2 separate regions of the Gossypium hirsutum genome follow, and region 1 is linked to region 2. A link is a contact called in public Hi-C data. All regions are on one chromosome and are shown on one strand. The core of a region is the stretch at or near the end of the contact, and the rest is flanking DNA. Distances in the headings are between cores, read along the strand shown. Region 1 holds the start of LOC107930145 (auxin transporter-like protein 2). Region 2 has its middle 14 kb from the start of LOC107930127.

Region 1 (7,923 bases), core at 4,060-6,559, 130 kb after region 2:
TAAAGAAATTAATGCAAATAAAAAGAAAAACGATATCAGGTGTTTTTGACAAGCTTAATAATGTATGGACCACAATAAAATTGGCCAACGTGTTTCAACTTAAAACCATAAACGACTAGTCCTTTAGGGAGGGTAACCTTGACTTATTGAAGTAAATGGAACAGGTATTGGGTAGCGAATGGTCCTTCCAGAATGCTTTTGCAGTTCGCTATAGGCTCTAAGATTGACCGATAATGTCGATTTCACGTACATCTTTGACAACTATATATGTATATAGGGATAAGGCTTCCTTGCCAACGAGTGCATGTAGCAGTGGTATACAGCTGCGGTTTCCTTCAAACAGATGGAGTTGGAGAGGGCTCTTTATCACATGAAAGGGACGTCATTGTAATTCCAATCATTCAAGGACAAAGCATAGTTAATGCTGCAAGTATGGAGTGATTTAATACATGAAAAAGCGACGATGAGAGAAAGAGAGAGGTGGAACTTTCTTAAAATTAATGTTGGTAACCATTTTAGAGGTTTGCCTTCGACTTTCAACAAGCCCTAAGAGTCACATTAATCAAAGTCATGTAATTTAACTTTAACCATCTTTTAATCATATTAAAGTTGCCAAATAGTTTAACTTAGTTGATGAGAATTAGTGTTAAGCTTGCTTGGCCAGACATATAAGGTAGGGAAAAGGTGAAGACGTGAACAAAATCTTTTCTTATTGTAAAACTAAGCGTGGATAATGGCAATATAAAATAATAAGAAAGAAAAATAAAACATATAGATTTCACGTGAAATCTCTTTCAGATTTTACGTGAAATCCCTTTCAGAAAAAAAAAACTACAGGTAGAAGAGAAGAAAATTTACTAATATTGAAAATCGAATAATACATAAGGAATTTCAACTATATCTATTTAAAAGTTGAAAAACTTTATTCTAACTAATATCAAATACAAGAAATGTAATTTTATATGGATTCTACTTGTGCAACATAGTCCGTACCACAGAGAACTCCAATCCTCACACCAAGACCCTCGACCTTAAGCCCTCTACAAATCCCCTAAGTTTACCATTATATTATTTCTTTAATAAAAATTCGAGTTACACAACTTTAAAACTTATATTTCGTCTTTTGTGTAAGCCTCCATGTTATTTGCCATAAAGGGGCAATATATGGTTAGTCCTACCATTGCGTCAGTGAGTTTTAGGCATGGAGTGACCCCGAAGGGCACTAATTACCCTAAACCAAAAAGGCAATTTCCGTCTTTGGGTTGATGTTATGGCCCCTCCACTTGAAACCCTAAACACTTCCACTTGTCTATTTAATTTAAGATTCCATTGTTTAACAATATTTTTTTTTTCAAAAGCATGCTCCTAGCGGAAAGTATAGGGGCAATGCAAGAGATCCACTAACCATTCCTTCATGATTACATTATTAACTCCCATGAAAGTTTAAGTGAGGATTAATTCATGTAACCAAGTTCATTAATTCAGTGGTTTGGTTAAAGTCTATGAGCTTGACATACCCACCAATCACTATTGCACATTTCTTTACCTTTTCTTGTGAATGGAAACAATTACATTTACTTTAGACCATAACTTTTACTCAGCAGCTCGACAGCAATGCATGGTATTGCAGTGACATTAACGTTACTTTGAACTATTTGGTCAATCAATTTTATAGTTTTTCAATCTCCATGATCTTACTTGACAAAGGATGATAATAATGGTTAATCAAGATAAGAAAAAGTTGATCAAGATGCTAATTAAATCAGAATATTTGTGGTAATTAATCTTTAGTTGTTTTTTCCCACACCGAAATTTGATAGTAGAAAATGAAGGAGAGATAGAAATTGGTATTGCTGGACCCATGTGAGGTGCATGGATGAAACATGCTCCGAATTTTGATCCCCTTTGAAAACACCAACAAAATCATTACTTCTCCCACTAAAGCATACATGATATTTCTCCCAATATGCTAAAATCCTCTTTACTATTTTTTTAATGGTTTGACAATGGCTTTTTTAAGAAAAATAAAACAAGCAACTACTTTTTGCACTTATTACCTCACATTGAGCTTTTAGAGCTTCTTCATATTTCACTCAAAAATTTAATTTTTTTGACTAATTTAATTCTTAAATACATTTCAAAAAATTTAAAATCACTTAATTGAATATGTTTATAAAAAGAATCATTAAAAATGGCAAGTAAATGAAGTAGAAAATCATTAATTTGCTTTTCATCACAACATTATACTATTTTTAAATAAAAATTAAATCATAATAATTTAAAATAAATTCTTTTATTATTAGTTTTGGATATTTTTAAAACATTTTTTTAATATTTTTATAATTTATTTTTTAAAATATAAAATTTACATTTATCAAACAATTATAGTTATATTCAGCCCTTAAAAAGTAAATACCAAGAAATTGTTATAACTTTTTTTCTCAATAAAAATTTATATAATTTAAATTCAATATTAAAAATTCAGTACTTAATTTCTTAGATTATCAAACAAAACTTTAGTTTGATTCAACAAAATTTATTTATATAATCAACATTCTTTATAATAGTCTCATTGCCTACCTAATTTGTGGATATTATATAGAGGTGATTGTTATACACTTATAATAATATTTGAAATTTAGGTAAGATTTTAATTTTTTTTATTTTCAAATTAAAAAATCATATCGTAGCTTTAATAAAATTTACTAATATAATATAATCTATTAAAGATGATTTTTTATTTAATAAAATATTTTTAATAATTTTTTATGTAAATTTAAATATTTTGTTAAAATAATATTACGAGTTCTATTTCACTTAATAACAAAACTAATTTTACTAAAATTTAAAACAAAGTACTATGGAAAAATGTTAGCCTGAAACAATTGTTGAGACACACAAGCAAAGTGCTTGGAAGAAGTGGTTAAGGGAGTGGGCACTTCTTCAAACACTATGAAGCAAAGAATAAAAGAAGGATAGCAAAGTTTATTTACATAGTTCGGTTTCCTTACATTAACGGGGTCTAGCTCAGTGAAAATAATCCACTACCCTCAAACAATTACAACCAGTGAACTTAAATCTATTATATCTCCTGACAATTTCTCACTCTTGTACCTTTGAAAACTAGATTTCTCACCACTAAATTCTCCCCCTAAGAACTTAGTTTGTAAAACCACAACACAAAGGTTTTACAATCAGAAATTCACTCTCACAAATAATGTTCCTCATTTTAACATATTAGTACTCTTTATATTCCGTACATCAACCTAAACAATCTCTCAATTATATAGACTATTTTAAGACTTGCAAACATAAAGAAGATCTATCATAATCACTATTTAACAATAACTAAATAAGTTGAATACAATATAATAATCACAAACAAGGTAAACAAGAATTATTGGTAGCTAAGTCTTCAGTGATTCGATCCGATCTAACTACCTTGATCCAAGGGATTAGATAAACATGATCCGATCCTCCATATATGTTTTTTAAGTGATATAATCTTCAATGATGAAGAAGATGTATTCCACAATATTAACACAATCCAAAAATTTAATTCAATAAATTACCAATAACTCTAATATGCAAATAATCTAATATATTGAAAATTGGTCAAGAAATGGATAGTCCCTCAAACATTTTTTCAGCCTTCTCATATTTTTCAACAATAAAAATTACGTGGATTTTACTGGTCAAAATGTAGAGTCACTTAGCTCAAAGGGAGATGGAAAGGAGAGGCAAAAGTATTGAGTAATGACTAAAGAGGGATTAACTTGGGATGGATTTTCTTTTTTATTTTTCTTTTGAAGTGAGCAAAGAAATAGTGGAAGATGTGCTGGATGAGTAGCGAGGGCCAAGCTCATAACCCTCACCAAGCCGACAAATCCCCGTTTGAACGGGTCTTCGTGGGTGTTTCCTGTGGTGGCTCCGCACCACCATTGCCACCCTCACCACCTTCTTTAAGTACTTTAATTTGGATAAATTAATTATGACAGCTTTTCTTATAGATTTAGTGATATGTTCTTAGCAAGCTATTAACTTATACAAGGTTGTGGCAAATTTGTGGGTGAAAACAAAAAACTTAGGTGATAAAAAAATTAAATGAGGTTATAGTTGAAATGTTAAATATTATGGTGTTTTAAATTTAGATTTTATTATGGGTATATTTTTTAAAATTTTATATAAAAGTAATTAAAAGAACACATAATCATAGTAATATTTGTTACTTTATAAAAAGAATATTAAATTTTTAATATTTTCTGATTAAGATAGGATCACCAACACTTAAAAATAATAATATAAATTTTAATTGAAATCTGTCCACACCTTTTTCCTATCAAAATTAGGATATCTAGCGAAGACTATTAATATTTATTGATATTTTTTTTTACATTTATTCTTTGTAAAAAGGCTGAAATAAATATAAATTCTATTTTTTTCCCTAACAGAAGTAAATGAAATTTCGAGGAGGATGGTTTTGTTTTAATGAATTGTGAAGATAATGGAGAGCGGGCCACAATGGGCCACACAAGGAAGCCATCCGATTAAAGGGCCACACAATGAGTTGAGCCGTCCAAGTTTCAGGTTATTACTTGTACGTTTACGTTTGGTTTATCAAAATGTTTTTAATTAATGCATTTTCTATTTATTTTATAAATTTTTATTTAACCTTCTGGATGATATTTTATTTTTATATATTTTTTAGATTTCAGTTATCGTTCTATAACTATGGATGAATTTGATGTAACTATATTTTTACTCTTATTATATAAAAGGAACCCAAATACCAACGAGTTGAAGCTTGAATACGATTAAACTGAATCAAGTTCGAATTTTAATTTACATAAAAAATATTGATTAATAAGTTTAATAGAACTTCAACTTTAATCACTCAATTAAATCTTAAATCGAACTTTAACTTATAAATTAATATCTGATCAAATCTCAAATTATTCAAATTCAATTCTAAGTTACAACTATAATCATGATTACGTTTAAATTCTTAAAGAAAATATAGGTTGGGTTGGAGAGAGCATTATAGAAAAAATTATCGTCGTATCTTTACATAGGGGGACTTTGGTAAAGTGTTACCAGCAGAGCTGTAAGGAGCGTGCGTACAACGCCCCTTTTCACTGGACAAGTTGTGGAAATAATGATTGGCAGTTAAGCTGACGCGTTGGTGAGATAGAGTGGGAGATGGGGTTTCCTTTATATTGATTGGGTGGAGGGGTTGCTGAAGTCTCCATTGAATAGGAAAAAATGAATCCAGCATTACAATACAAAACACTACGGAATTTAATTGACCCCCTATATTTGGATTTGGATCTAAGCTTCAGCCTTCAGCTTAGGCAATACCAACAGCAGCAGTATTTCTTTAAAATAACGTAATTTAAGAGCATCGGAAACGAGAAGTTCAGAGATAGATATAAATAAATAAAATAATCCTGGCATGCACTGAGCCACCGTTTCATAAATGCAAGCAAGCACTTGACAGAGATGAATATAAGTTAGCTGTTGAAGTTGGCAAAGGGGCTCTGCTATAAAAAGCAAAGGGTGTAATGGTTTTGGTTAGGTTGAGTCTCACACTCATTTCTGATTAGAACAACGTCTCAGTCGCTTGGATCTCTAATTCTTTCCTCACCCACCCAAACCAACCCACACAATACCCCCAAGCATCGAATCCCAAGTGGATTTCACTCCCAATTCGGGGTTTAGTCACTCTCACCCTTTTCTTCCCCTTACTGTTGAGGTTAGGAGTTGAAAACACAAATAGTGAATACTGTATGATGAAATGTAACTGTATATCATTATATAAATAGCTAGTTGAATAGAAGCAAAAAGGGTCTTTTATTCAACCATTGTATACCTTCTTTTAAGTTGAGTTGGGTGAGTGGGGGGAGTGGAGGAGAGTGAGATATTTTCCTTTTCCCTTCTTTTAAGGTCTCGCCGTCTTTGGCTGATTCACTGCACTGATTTCATTTTTCATATATATATTTTCTTTCAGCTGAGGAAATTGGTGGCTGCATTAAAGTAAGGAGCTTTACTGTGGCAATTATTTCAGGAACCATATAAAACCCCTCTCTCTCTTTCTCTCTGCCAACTCTTGGGATGGAGAATTCATAAACTCTCACACTGCCCCCTCCTATATACCTTCTTTGGCTTTTCCTTTTTTTCCATCTGATACAATACTTTTATCAAAGTCTGTTCTTTTTCCATTCTTGAGAAGGAGAAAACAAATAAAGGTGATAGATCAACTCAAGCAAAGGACACTCTTTTAATCCCACTCATTCTTGGGTCATTGATAGATCTCTGCTTGATTTTCTACAATCCTTTTTTTTTCTTTACACGAAAGAGACAACTCAGAAACAAGGTTCGTTCAAAGTGGTAGTCAGGGTAGGGGGAAGTTTCTTTCTCTTTGGTTGGGATAGTGAAAAATGTCAATAACACTATTTCCTTTTTGTTCTCTATGGGATGGAAATTTTAGTTTATCTTTTTCTACGTATTGGAAGAGATTGCCGGGGTTTTGGATCTGGGGTGCTATTGACTTTCGTTATCTTGGGACTGATCCGTTTGATTATAAATATAGTTTTTCCTTTCTTTTTTTTTTTTGTCTCATTGATTGTCTTTTATATGTTCCAGATCTACCAGGATTTAGACATTGGCTTTAGAGAAAAACCAAGACAATGCTGCCTCAGAAGCAAGCTGAAGAAGCAATAGTCTCAAACTTAACCGAGATGGAGCTTGAAACCAGAGAAGAAGAGAAAGATGAAGAAGAACAACAATCATTGTTTAGTGTTAAAAGCCTCCTCTGGCATGGTGGCTCAGCTTGGGATGCCTGGTTCAGCTGCGCTTCCAATCAAGTACTCTTTTCCAACACAACCATTACTACGTTCAACCCATCATTTCCTTCTCTGCTCTTGAAGTGACTATCTTTTTATTTTTCCCTCTTCCCTAGGTGGCTCAAGTGCTGTTGACACTACCCTATTCTTTCTCTCAACTGGGTATGCTGTCGGGAATTCTGCTTCAGATATTCTATGGACTAATGGGAAGCTGGACTGCCTATATCATCAGTGTGCTCTATATAGAGTACAGAAGCAGGAAAGAGAAAGAGAACGTCAGCTTCAAGAACCATGTCATCCAGGTTCGTGTTGCTTTTTATTGCTTAGTTAGCAGAAGAACCCTAGGAAAAACAATCTCGAACGATCACTGTTGTTAACACTACACTGTTTTGGGATTGCAGTGGTTTGAAGTGCTTGATGGGCTGCTGGGTCCATACTGGAAGGCAGCTGGACTTGCCTTCAACTGTACCTTCCTCTTATTCGGATCTGTCATACAACTTATAGCTTGTGCAAGGTTAATATACGTAACCTATTCATCTTTCTTCTTCATTCAACGTCAAATTTAAGCTGATTCTGAAACTGGGTATCATTCTTTTTTAACCATTGCTGTTACTTGTATGATAACAGCAATATTTACTACATCAATGATAAATTGGACAAAAGAACATGGACCTATATTTTTGGAGCTTGCTGCGCAACCACAGTTTTCATTCCTTCCTTTCACAACTACCGTATTTGGTCTTTCCTAGGTCTTGGGATGACCACCTATACGGCCTGGTACTTGGCAATAGCTGCCTTTGTTCACGGTCAGGTAAGGAAAAAAAAAGAGTTAAAAACCAACAAATAAACGGCCATCGTCTTCCTCCACATGCAATGCTTTTTATTTCTCTCTTTACATATGATTCTCTTTTTGCTAATCAGGTTGACGGAGTTACGCACAGCGGTCCAAAAAAGTTAGTGCTCTACTTCACCGGAGCCACCAACATTCTATACACCTTTGGGGGACATGCTGTGACGGTGTAAGCCCTTTTTCCCCTTCAAAACTTATAAGAATAATACTTGATTTCACTCTATTCCATTT
Region 2 (7,240 bases), core at 3,629-6,128:
CCCAGATTAGTATCCAAACTCTTTTTCAGTTAACTAAATCGGTATATAAGTCTAATGCTATTAAGTTTAGGACGCGTGGTAGAATAATATTGTGACATATGGCATAAATGATGTCATGATAATGTCATAATTTAGAAAAAAAAAATTAAAAAATTTCTTTTGACTTTTCTCCTCCCCATATTTTTGAGGTTCTTTATTTTTCCTTCCTTCTTTCTTCTTCCTCCCTCAACCCAAGTTGTTGCCTCTGTTGCCGCCGACGATTAGCCTCCTTTTTGGCCTAAAAATGGCATCGGAGTGACAATCAATGATTTTTTGTCTTCCTATGAATTAACTGCAGAATCTGTCATCTTTTATTCACCTTTGGTTCTCGTGTTCGTTTCCTCTTCTCCACTTGTAGAAACAAGTTTGGGTTTAGAAATTATTCTCTGGTTCTCAGAGAATCTATCTTAAACCAGTAAGTTTGTTTTATATCAATCCCCGTTAAGATTTTATAACTTGGTCTTTTTTCTGGGTTTAACTTCATTCGATCTATAGGGTTTTGCATTGTGACCCTTTAGACCTAATTTCGAGGTTCTTATCTTCCGTCATGTTGCAATGACTTGTGTGTTTCTTTTTTCTTTAGTGATAAATCGATGGTGATAAATCATATTTTACTAGATAAATCAATGGTGTTTCTAGAAGGGGGAGATTTATTGGATTATCTTGTGGGTTTCCTTTTTTTTTTTAGTGTTTTGTTAAATGATGCAATGCAATGTTTTTTGAAGTTAGCTTGAATCATATTTTGTATTTATGAAAAAGAAGGTTGTAGTATTGGAACTAAGAAAAAAAATCGTAGATATTGAGATTCTACCACTCTTCCTTTGGATATGCAATTGCAGTGGGTGATTTTGGGAAATCGAACCAAATGCCTATGTTAAGGCTTGCTAAACTTCATCAGATACGGTAAATCAATGGCATAAGGAAATATTTGTTCTGCAAAATTAATTAATCGTCTATAAGAATTATCTCATCAACATTTGAACTGAATATGTACCCTTTAATAAATTGAATGAACAAAAAAAAATGGAATAGAAGAGTTTTAAGGTTGAGGAAGGAAAAGAGTGGTAGAAAAAATTGTTACTATCGCTGTCAAACAAGAAGAAGAAACTTCGGTTGAGAGAAGAAGAAGAAGAAGGGGCAGAAAAGTCAAAAGAAATTTTTTTTTTAAGTTTTTAAAATTATGACATCACCATGACGTCATTTATGTTACGTGTCACAATATTATTTTGTCTCGTGTCCTAAACTTAATGACGTTAAATTTTAAGTACTATTTAGTTGACGAAACAAAAGTTCGGGTACCAATATGTGACAAAAAAACTAAAATTACCAATCTGGGAGACATGGATAAGTTCATGTACTAATTTTATATTTAACCCCAAAAAATATTATAAAAAGTTCATAATTTTTTTTAAAAAGGCATAAAGTACAATTGGATTATCATGCGGGCTACTATGTTTAAAAATTTAATGTTTTAATCAATATTTCTGTTAAAAAAAGTAATTTGACTCTTTTTAAAAGATTGATACTCAAATTTGACTCTATTTAGGCCAAATTTTGCTATTAGTTTTAGTACGGTATATCTTGTGAATTTAGAGTAAAAGTCTTTTACTCTAATTTGGTCAATTTTACTTCCTTTACTTTTCTAATTTAAAAACTTCAATTCTTATCCAAATGACATCAATTAAATATGTTAGGCCAAATGTCGCTATTAGTCTCGTACTATGTATAAGTTGTGGATTTAGTCCCTATTCTCTAATTTCATCATTTTTAGTTATCATACTATTTGAATTTAGACTTGATCCAAATAATCAAATTCTAGCTTCTAAACCCATCAACTAAGATAACATGCTTTTTTTTTTTTAGTATTGTGTGGAAATTACAAGTTGACATAGCATTCCAAATTTGATAATATGTTTCTCGTGTAAGATAATAAAATGTAACTTAATGAGTTTAATGGTTACTATTTCGATTAGGATTGAAATTAAAAAATTAAAAAATATAAGGACTATAAATGACCAAATTAGACTTTAAGTACTAAAAGCTCAACTTACACCTAATATCAGAAGTTTGCCTAATTACTGTCATTACATTGAGTCATTAGCTTCAAGTTGAAAGATAATATATATGTATTTATACATCCATTAAAATGCATGGAAAATGAAGCATTAGATCAGATATCCACTGATAAAAAATGAATCACAAGATTAGGTCAATCCTGAAACACAAATAGATGGTAAGGTTAAATCGGCTAGCTTGAAACAAGAGAGGTATTGGACGCAAACTGAGGTGGTGGGTGGGGATACTAGTTCAACTGGATACTGCAAACCCAAGGCTTATCATATTGGAGTCGAGATGGACCTAACTGAGAAGACCCACATCAAAACCCTAAATCACTAGATTTAACAAGCTTTTTCTGACCCAGTCCCATTTATGATACTTCATTTAAATGCTCAATGCCCACTTCCAAATAGTTGCCCTCTCTCCCATCTTTCAGGCCCATTGAAATACAAAACCTTTTCATTGTTAGTTTAGTGCCAACTTGCATGGAGACTGAAATGATCAAAAGGCCCTCAAATTAGCGAATGTGCGGTTCAGGTTTGAGTTTCAATGCTCATAAATTGATATATATATATATTTGGATTCTCTCTTAGATTATGTCTAAATTTATTTAAAAGAAATTTCAAATTTAATGCTATTAATTTATCAAGGAATAAAAACTGTTTACGTATGGAGATGAATGTGAACTAAAAACTTGAATCTAATCTATTTGTAGCTCTATCTATGATTCAAAAAAAAAAAATACATTAAAGGAATAACAGGGCAGTCATCCCGAAATATGAAAGACGGGGTGTGGTGAGAGAATCCACTACGTAGTTTGCTTGCAGTTGACTTTGCCGGGAATCTTGAAAGAAGTTTTGCTGTGGGTTCCGTGGTGTCTGCCACAAAAGGTATCCAATCCATTCGTGCAAAGACGAAAAAAAAAAAAAAAGGAAAGAAAAGAAAAGAGGCAAATGATAGTGGGAGAGAGAATTGAGGCAGAAAAATGATATAACGCTAAGGTCATAATTTGATACTACTAATTTTATCAGCTTAAGCCTTCCATTTGAACTGACTTCTAATCCTGCAATATTTGAAACTTGTAGGCCATGAATTTCACTATTTGTTCTTAGCAAAGCAAAAAAGACAACGTTTAGGCTTCCTTTTTTTTTTTTGTTCCAAGTAGCACCCTCAAAGCTCAATCAATCACATCCCTAATAAAACAAATGAATATACAGAAATGATATACCAACAAAATTGAGGTCTGGCCTTTGGAAATCAAATATTCAATGAGTCAAACGGGTTTGGACAGCTTTTCTAAAGAAAGGGAAAACAAAATCCACTCCAACTCGCAAACCGTTTGTAATGAAACAAGTCAGAAATGAGCTGAGAGCAAAGGCAAAAAGATAAAGTAAATTATGTTTTCACGTGTAAAATTGGGACTGCCCCGGGGTATGTATTCTTTCTTATTTTATCCATAGATTTTCAACTTTTAACTCCTCCTTCCCTTGCTTATAAAGTTGAGTTCTCAGATTCCCTTACCAAACTTGAAGAAGCCTGACTATGAGGCCCATGAAACACACTGTCTCCTGTTGGCTCGTGTGTCTTGCGAGCTTTTTCTACGGTGTGGAGGCATTACAAACGCCGTGTTTTTTACAAACTCTCTTGCTTCTAAAGCAAGTTATAAATGGAAACAGAGGTATCCCTAAGTCAAAAAGATGCCCACTAATTCGCCGGTGTCTATAATCTTTAAGGGATTAAAGGTATTGAAAATAATCATTTGATAATCAGTTTGATTTGATTCCTAACATGGCTACAACCTAGGTCATAAAAAATGGGTCATCTTGTAAGAGAAAAAACTAGAATTGTTCTGTATGTACAAGTTAGATGTATTTTAATCAAAGTCACAATAATAACGAATGAACTCTGTAGAGATTTAAGATCTAGTTTAATTGATATCTATTTTACATTTATTTATATGTTTGTCAAATATCTAAAAATGTATTTAAAAGTGGTAACTTATAGTGGTCCAAAGAGAATAATTCCGGATTATGTTCTCATGGTGCAGCTTATATATAGTGGATTGTGACAATTCCATCGAAAGGGTCTTCAAATATCTATATCTCAACTTTCCAAACCAAGGCGAAAAGACTAATTTTCTTGCGGGGCTTTCAAGAGTTAAGAGACAAACAAGCAAAGTTAAGTTGGACATAAGGCCTGGAAAAGTTTTAAGAGTAATTTAGAGTCAAGATCTCTCATTTCATGTTTGTTGGGAGTTGGGACAATATAAAATTGTACTAACCATAAATCATGGCATTAACAAATTGTGAACTAGGTTAAGCTAGGCTCCAATTTATGTCCATTTGACAAAGATAATTGACAATTGTAACAAAGATCTCAAGCAAGAAATGTTAGGAGAAGACAACAATTCACGTGGCCGGGCCTTCCATTGTGTATGCATGGGGATTCATGAAGGGTGGGCAGTGATGGCACAAGGGACCCCTCTCGAATGTCTGTCTCCGATACCTCCAAATAATTAAAAACCCAACTTTCCTAGTTCATATTATCCTCAGTTAAGTCATTGAGGCGCCATTAATGTTTGATGTTTGACAAGCTATGAGAATTTATTATAAATCGCAATATGCCCCTCTAAATGAAAGCTAAACCTATATTAAAATCCCCACTCATCTCTTCACAAGGTGATGATACAATTGTAATTTTGTACATTTGATGATGTCCTAAACAATGGGTCCTTTCAGTCACCTCAAGCTAACAAACCCCTTATCTTCCAAATCTAAGTGGATCCCACTCCTTAAGATCATGGGTCCTATCAATGGCCGCCATGCCCATAGTTTGACCATACAAGATCCAAATGGGCTTCTCTTTTTTCCCTCTTTGAATAATCCTTTTTTATTTTTATTTATGAAGATAAATAAAAGTATAAGGTAATGGCCTAATGGACCTTTAACAAAACCCAAAACTCTCTTAGTCTTAGCTTAGAGAATGGGAAATGGAAGAGCTTCTCCTTGCCATATGAAAACCAAAAAAAAAAAAAAAAAAGAAAAAGAGTCGCTCAAAGTCAATAAAATGATTGATGGGTAATTGAAGCCTGGAGAAATGTTCTTCCTGATCAGCAGCTCATTCACCCACCAATTGTTGTTTCATCAAAATGGAAAACGATGTGCAATCAACTTATAAACCTCTTTAAGTCTTAAGCACACAGGCTAAGATATGGGACAAGACCCCATTAGTTTTCCATTTTGCAACCATGAAAGTGGGGACTAATGACAAAAACTACTGTACGAAAAAAAAGAAGATTTTCTTCCATACATATCAGCAAGGCAAAGTTTAGGAATCTGATGTCGTTGGAGGTGGAAATAAAATTATAAAATAATTTAAATTTAATTATTAATAATTGAGAGGAACAAAAATTCATGTAAGACTTACGATAGCATGTATTGAATTTTGACGTTTGAATATTTTGCTAATGAAAGAACATCACGCATTATTGATGTCATTCCTTAGGTTTTAGTTCATTAAGAATAATCTTAGTTACTAATATCAAATATATACCATAATATAGAAGTACTCCCCAAGTTTTAATATGCGTCAATTTGATTTCATTCTTTGAAGAACAAGCAACGAAATATGTTGTTCTAGAGGGTAATTTAGTTATTTGATATGTAAGAAATGAGAAAAAGAGGAAAGAAAAGAAGAAGAAGATCTATTTGTATATTTGGAATTCTGTACCTCTATTTTTTAAATTTAAAAATTCAAATCCAGTTATTAGTACCGTTAAAATTCTTCTATTAAATTTGTTGGTGTGACCTTCTAATTTTTTTTTTAAAAACAAAGTATTCACTCAATAATCATGTGTCACAAAAAAATAACATTGTAATGGACTTGAATTTAACAAAAAATTTAACGATATTAACAATTTTTAAAATTTACATTTGATAGTTTAATTAGAATAAAATATTTAGACTAACTAATGACATTATAAATGTCGAAGTACCAAATTATATTAAAAATTAAAATTTAAAGATCAAATCTCAAATTTGAACATAGACCAAAATTAAAATTTAATATTTTTACATAATTAAAAAATAAAAGATTCAGAATTAAAATTTAACTATTTTGTTAATAATGTAAAAAATAGCAATGACAAGTGTGAAAGGCCATCTTTTTTGTATATGGTAGTATAGATATTGATTCATCAAGAGTAACTATCATCATCCTTAAACCCTAATCATTAACATCAATGTCTAATTCAAAAATCATGAATGAAAATATTTAAAAAATGGTTAAACCTTAAAATTGATTGATAACATATTTAATTGAAGGGTAAGGATCATTTATTCAATTTCTCCCGAATTTCAAGTACTCTATATAATTTTGAAATCATACGCATAAAATCTTCACTACGAACTTGTGCCAACTCATGAAATGGAGATTTAAAATTATGCTAATACTCGATTAAAATATAGTGAAAGCATGTTAGTGAGATTATTATTAATTTGACTAATTATGAACTAATAAGGCGATATTTTCTGAAACATCGAACAAGTCTAAACTAGCTCATCATTGGCCTAACTCTACACTTATATAATTATCAACACTTTGCTGGAACACCGACTTCAAAAACATTTCAAAATTTCATATATTTTATTGCACTTGCGGCAGTTTTCTGTTAACCTGGCAGAGTTGATTACAGTTTTTTTCTGTGTCAGATGAATCTGCATGTGCCATGTTATGATATCAACTTTCTTTTGATTCCCTATAGGAGATTTGAGAATACATAAAATTAAATCATAATCAAGTAATTACAATCATACCTGGAATCATAGTTAAGAACTGCACCATTTGTTGTAGGAATGATGTGCCATGATGATAACAGCTTGTAGTTTGAGAAAGAATGAAATAAAAAGTTATCTAAAACACTTGGATTTAGCCATGCCAATGACTTTAAAATATAATCCAATTACCTTTTTTTACATTGGAAATTGATTCCAACATTCACTATTCAATATCACCAATTATAAATTTGTTTCAAGTTGAATGTCTTATATTTGGGTATAAAAAAAATATGGTAAAAGTATTATGGAGTCTTTTATAATAAGAGTAAAATTGTATTTTATCTCATGAGCAGATTAGTCTCTGTATA

The links. Hi-C and Micro-C count contacts between places; a contact is called where the count stands out from the background.
Region 1: a Hi-C map of hypocotyl shows a contact between it and region 2, with 6 times the contacts expected there. The contact joins the promoter of LOC107930145 here to the enhancer-like site in region 2. A contact is called at or near these places in 13 of 34 Hi-C or Micro-C datasets (callus, hypocotyl, leaf and 1 more).

Annotation. Positions count from the first base shown.
Region 1 is chrA04:76,691,629-76,699,551 of Gossypium_hirsutum_v2.1, forward strand. LOC107930145 (auxin transporter-like protein 2) reads left to right here and starts at 5,310. Exons shown (of 9, transcript XM_016861716.2): 1 at 5,310-5,752; 2 at 6,643-6,863; 3 at 6,959-7,144; 4 at 7,244-7,356; 5 at 7,470-7,653; 6 at 7,764-7,861. The coding sequence starts at 6,687.
Region 2 is chrA04:76,564,748-76,571,987 of Gossypium_hirsutum_v2.1, forward strand. No RefSeq gene overlaps it. Among protein-coding and RNA genes, the nearest start is that of LOC107930127, 14 kb to the left of the region's middle. Within about 2 kb of position 4,879, at least 5 of the 9 cell types and tissues checked have an H3K27ac peak or open chromatin away from gene starts, as enhancers often do. A contact at or near this core is called in hypocotyl and leaf, where this site is marked.